2 separate regions of the Gossypium hirsutum genome follow, and region 2 is linked to region 1. The links are chromatin contacts, called in public Hi-C maps. All regions are on one chromosome and are shown on one strand. Each heading gives the region's core, a stretch centred on a gene start, on an enhancer-like site or on the middle of the called end of the contact. The rest is flanking DNA. Distances are from core to core; before and after follow the strand shown.

Region 1 (3,115 bases), core at 359-2,858:
AGTTGTAATGAACTTAAATTTAACGAAATAATGTTAACAACAGTTAACAATTGTATTAAAATTTTGAAATCTAAAAAAAGATTAAAATTTTAAAAATAAAAGTATAGAGAATAAATTTCAAATTTTTAAATAGTACAAAGACTTGTGGTATAATTTAATCTTATTTCTAAAATAGTGACTAACATATAAATATATTACTGATTGACCTTGTCTATGACCAAATAACACTAATAGAAATTCATGTTATCATTTTTAAGGGTAGCAACATATGATGATATCCATTTGAACCAAAAATAGAGCATTAAATTGTATCGAATTAAAATAGATTGATTAAAATATAAGAGTAAGCATCATAGAGGGACTAAAAGTGGAATTGTAAACATTTACTTTCAAGCAAATAATGGAAAGGGGATGGGAGACGATAAGGATATTTGCAAAAACAAGGCAAAATAGAAGCCACTCGTAAACAATTGGACGAGATATCTGTCTTCACCAGCCATACACAGGGGATAAGATCTGGCCCCACATCTCAATCTCTTCATTTCTATTTCAATGCTTTCTCCACCGTTGATTAATAATCTCCTCGGTTTCTGATCTTTATTATACGTCAAAAAGCCAGAGTATACAGCGTATTCGCCTGTACCTTGCCGCAGGCGACCAAAACGACGTAATTTTTTTTGAGAATCGAGGACCAATAAAATAGAATTAATCGATAATTTTAAAAACAAAAAAAAGAAAGGTGTAATTCTGGTTTTAGTCCCTTGACTATGTTAATTTTTTTGAGATTAATCTTTTACCTTAATTCGACATAATTTGATTTCTTTTTTTTTAATATATAAAATACACAATTAGTTGTTGTAATTAAAGTGATAACATGATTGTTTTTTTTATTGTTACTCGACCACACTACCAGTAAGTCACGTGGAATCTTGTCACATGTTTAAACAATTAGGGTTGAGTTCGATTCGATTTGATCAATTTGTTTAAATTGGTTGTGATACTTCAATTTATTTCTCGATTTTTACATACTAATTTTGAGTTTTAGACTTTATATTGACAAAATGAACTTTGTTTTATGAGTTGTGAAAATTATTTAATAAAATTTTAAGAATTTTTTATTAATATTTTTTAAAAATAAATTTTCATATAAAATATATTATTTTTGAAAACAAACACATAGCATTTTTATGTTGTTTTTACTATTTTAAATAAAAAATATAAAAAATTACTACTATTGCCTATAACACACCCATAATAAATAACATGTGTTTAAACGCTCTTAAATTCATATCTTTCTTATTGTTATCACAGAAAAAATGTCAACTGAACCTTACAATTTTTATTTTTACATCATAAAAATTAAAATTAATTATAAATGAAATAAAATAAAAATTGATTTAGTTGGAGTAATGATAGTTTGTTAATTTGTGGTATGATTTAAATTGGTTTTTGATTTCTCGAAATAAAAAAATTTGCTCAACCCTACACCAATAATAAATTATATCAAATTAAAATAAAATGATTAAATATCAAATTTTAGAATAGTATAAGGACTAAACTTAGAAATAAACCAAAATAAATATAGAAAATGAAAAATCTGTTAATTTCTTAATTCTTTTCCCTCCATTAAAGAGCTCACTCTTATCTAAGGGGATAGCCATTTGATTCTCTCTTCCTCTCAGTAACAATGGAGTCGCGGTTGTTGTCACGCGCTTCCACCATCGCCGGCTTGCCTCAGATCAGGCCGAAGCTTTCGCGAGACTCTCTCAGTGTTTCGTTTGCTTCGGCTAAGCCTATCGGAGCCGTCGGAGAAGGCGGGAACGTGATATGGGGGAGACAGCTAAGGCCGTCGCTGTTGCTCGAGATCTCGCCGGTCAATAAACGGGAGATTTTGAAGCCGGTTCTAGCTTCCGCGTCGTCGGCGGCCGGGGGAGGAAGCGATTCCGCCGGGTGAGGTCCGTTTCCTCCGTTCTGACTCGGTCAAACTCGTCCACGCCTTAGTTCTCTGACTCACTGATTCGGTGATATTGCAGGGACGCTGAGATCGCTCCGGTTGGATTCTTCCAAAAGTATCCCGCTCTTGTTACTGGCTTCTTCTTCTTCATGTGGTAGGTAAAAAAACCGGTCGGCGTGTTTAGCCGTCAAATGTTCGGCGGTTTGAACCGTGGTTAAGATTCGGTCAACAGTCAAATTTACTTCAATTTTTTTTTTAAATTTCAATTTACAACATCGTGTTTTAATTCTATTTTTTATCCTTCCAGGTACTTCTTAAATGTAATCTTTAACATTCTCAACAAGAAGATCTACAATTACTTCCCTTATCCCTAGTAAGTAATTGGAGTTTTTATATCATTTTTCTTGTTTTTTTGGGGAATTTTTAACTTATCATTTGGTCTAATCTTAGTTTTAGTCCATCTACTAACTCAACTTTAACGTGGAATAATGCCTTTACTTTTATAATATTATTTGTAGGTCCAAATAATACTGTTAATTGCAGTTTTTAATGTCTTAATGGTTGATTAATAACGGGGTTAATAGTTTTAGCAGATTCGTGAATTTCACGTTTACGGCCGCAGTTACCAGCATTATCAATTTAGACCTGCTAATAATATTGGAGAGGATCAAATTATGTGAAATTATAAGTATAGAGATTAAATTTCAAAATTTTACACTAGAGAATCCAAAACCAGAATTTTACTTTTTCTTTCCCATTGAATAGTAATGGTTTGATGCCATTTTTTATGCAGTTTTGTGTCAGTTATTCACTTGTTCGTTGGGGTGATATATTGTTTGATCGGCTGGGCCGTTGGCCTCCCTAAGCGAGCTGTAAGTGAAGGAATTAAATCCCATCATCTTAATATTACAACGTAGTTTCTTACAAATCTTTTAGTTGTGTTAGCTGCTGTAAGAATCCTCAATGTGGGGAAAATGCAACATGTTATAACCTGCTAAAGTTCTTTTTGAGGAAAACCCGAGAATTTGTCGCTATTGTGGCACTGATGATTTATGTAAATCTGTGTGTAGCCTATTGATTCAAACCTACTGAAGTTGTTGATCCCTGTTGCCGTATGCCATGCATTGGGCCATGTAACTAGCAATGTCTCCTTTGCAGCTG
Region 2 (3,115 bases), core at 374-2,873, 140 kb before region 1:
CAACAGCCACAACGCTATACGAAATCGCCAGGTTTTTTTCCCCTTAATACAAAACACCGAACTCTTTCTGAAAACTCACTCTACAATAAACAAAATGACACACCAACACCAAAAGGGGAAAAAACAACAAAAAAAGAATCTCTACCCTCCTTTTTGTTGAACAAGAAAACTTGAAACAAAAGCAATCTTTTTTATCCTTGTTTTTTTTTTCTCTTTTTAATGCTATTACAAAAATATACTACAAACAAATGTAAATTCGCCGCCTTCGGTGACAATCATCATATCGGGATCCCTCATTTTTTCTGTTTTAAATTTGATCTTACAACACCCTTAACATGTACATGTTAATTATCAACTTTTGAAAGCTTGACTTCTCCTTACAATCTCCAGAGAAGCTGAAAAAAAGAAAAGAAACAAAAGCAAAAAACATGAGAATGACTTTGAGAGCAAGCAGTCTAATAAAGGCAAAAAAGGGTCTACAAAATTATATATGACACACAAACACTCTCTCTAAAGCTATAGATTTAAAGGGTGAAGAACCCCTTCACCCCCAAATACATAAATCACTTGAAATTTGCAACCTAATAATCCCTTATTCTCATAATTCATTGGTTTGCCATTATAGCTTAATATCCTCCTCCGGCAGCAATTACTAATCCTCTCATTAAGGGGGAAACAGCTTGACACGAAACGTCCTCTATCAAGAATCAAGCCCTCGACTTTCAGATTAAGAGACGAAATGAGCCATCACCATGCAACGCTTCGTAGTTGCCATTAGCTTAATTTAATCATAATTCATAATAAACTATACAGTACCAAACTTCACCACCCATATTGTAGAAATGCAATGTAGTATCGTAACAATCCACAATATGAAATAAAAACTGCAATACCGACATCACCACCCGTATCGTAGAATTACAATGAAGTATCATAACAATCCACCATGTTATTAATTCTCATTAAAGCTTAATCCAATACACAAAAAGAAAAAAAAGGAAAGAAAAACACTGCAACATCAATTTCACCACATTCAAAACCCAGAATTGCAATGTAGAGATATGATTGAATATAAACTAAAAAAAAAAAATGAAGAGTTGAATTACCATAAAAGGTGCAGAAAGATCAAATCTTTATCCCTGGTTTGAAGCAGCTGTTGCAATGATAATAATGGGATTCTCTCAGAAAAAATGAAAAATGTATTTGATAGGTGGGAGGGGGAAATGGAAGGTAATGGTGGAGAAAGAGGTTTTTGATGGGAGATTTGAACTCAAAAAGAAAAAAAAAAAGGCAGCAAAGAAAAAAATATGCAAAAAAATATATTTTGAAATTAAAATTAGATAAATAAAAAACAATTAAAAAAACAAAAAACCCAGATTTTTTTCTATTACTGCCCTTTTTTCCAGGATGATCTCAGAGCAGTAATTCCTTCTCTTCGACCATCATTGCTCTTTTTTTCTCATCAATGGAGGCTTTGTTGTAAAATTCTTTTTCTTTTGTTTTTGTTTTTGTTTTTTCTTAAAAAAAATTCCAGAGATTTTTCTTTATTTTTTTAAAAATTTTGTTTTTTTATTTTTAATTTTTAATTTCTATCATTAGTTGGAGCTTGAGGGCCCCACCAGCCACCCCTACAAGCTGTGTTCTGTTTTACCCCTTTTTTTTTACCCCTCAAAAATTTTTTAATTAACGTTTGCTATTTTTGATTAATTAATTAATTAAAATACGTAATAATTACTGTTGTTGATAAGTAATGGCGGGAAGGATTAAGGGGGATGACTAACTGTCAACTGTGGCCCCCACAAAAATTAAAAATTTTTATTTTGAAGAACGGTGGTGGTGGGCCCCACTTCCGTTATTGTCGGACGCGCTTTTTCTATTTTTAAAAAAAATTTATCTAATTAATTTTTTTTTTGTTAAACCTTTGACTGGCCCAAGATTTGCGTGCGTCCCTCTTTCTAACAATGATTTAAAGATATAATTTTTTAGGTCAAATTTTGGTTTTAGTCCATCTATCATGTTCAGATTTAATGTTTAGTCCCTACTTTTTTTTAGATAATTTGATCCTATATTTTTACGATGTAATTAGTTAGTCTAAACAATTAATGTTGATAATTATTTTAATTAAAATATTTGAGTTTTTCTTTTAAATACTTTTTAGACTTGTCATATTGAAATTGATTTTTTATTGGAAATATATTTTTAAGAAAAAATATTCCAATTTAATATTTCAACCAATTAAAAAATTTTCTCTTTTTTTCTCCAAGCCATTTGTTTTACTCAGTAGCGGTGCCAGCCTCTGGGCGGGCTATTTCCCTCATTTTTCCTCTCCCATCAACCATTTATTTTTTTCTTCTTCTCATTCACCACACACGTCTTCTCTCTTTTCAGCTTGCAGTGGGTATCTTTTTTATCTTCACAAGTTGTGATGGACAGATGATGATGCTTACGTTCACTAAAACTCCACCGGCCACCAGTAATTTTTCTTAGAAAATGGGTGGCTCTTCATCAACTTCTTAATCTGTTTCTGTTTGAAAGTATTTTAGAATAATAAATAATTTCAAGTGTCGATTTGGACTTGTGTTGTCTTAAGTTTTATATGTTTTTTATTTGCTTTTCCGTTGTTCAATAAATCTTCAGTTTTAGAAAATTTTGTTTGCTCTTATAGCACGTTTTTTAATCTTGCTTATGCATGTAATCTTAGTTTTAGAAGTGATTTTAGGGATGATTTTGTTGACGTCCTCTCTAGTTTGGTGAGTGCTCGATTCTTTAATCGATTTTTACTCGCCGCTTTGGACCATCCGGGGTTGATTTCTTTATCGTATTAAGTGATTGCAATCACTCTAAATACATCGTGCTTGAGTTGTGACAATGATACATCGTGCTTAAGTTGTGACAATGCCAATTGTCAATGTGCCATAATGTTTTATTGATACTAAAGCTAAAACATTTGTTGTGTTGATGGAACTTGTTCTTCACCATCTACAACGAGTGTTGGCTATTTTTTTTCTCTGAATTATATGGTTTCATTAATTGAATTAATTAATGAATTTACCTTTCAAAAAAATATATATTTTAACCAATTTAGTTAAAAGTGTTAACTGTTTATATTAACTAA

The links. Hi-C and Micro-C count contacts between places; a contact is called where the count stands out from the background.
Region 2: a Hi-C map of leaf shows a contact between it and region 1, with 2.6 times the contacts expected there. The contact joins the promoter of LOC107889020 here to the promoter of LOC107889014 in region 1. A contact is called at or near these places in 4 of 34 Hi-C or Micro-C datasets (hypocotyl and leaf).

Annotation. Positions count from the first base shown.
Region 1 is chrA09:60,592,227-60,595,341 of Gossypium_hirsutum_v2.1, reverse strand. It overlaps LOC107889014 (triose phosphate/phosphate translocator, chloroplastic), which reads left to right and starts at 1,608. Exons shown (of 12, transcript XM_016813303.2): 1 at 1,608-1,950; 2 at 2,034-2,108; 3 at 2,262-2,327; 4 at 2,748-2,826; 5 at 3,025-3,115. The coding sequence starts at 1,688.
Region 2 is chrA09:60,727,279-60,730,393 of Gossypium_hirsutum_v2.1, reverse strand. It overlaps LOC107889020 (protein MALE DISCOVERER 2), which reads right to left and starts at 1,623. Exons shown (of 14, transcript XM_016813316.2): 1 at 1,107-1,623; 2 at 1-395.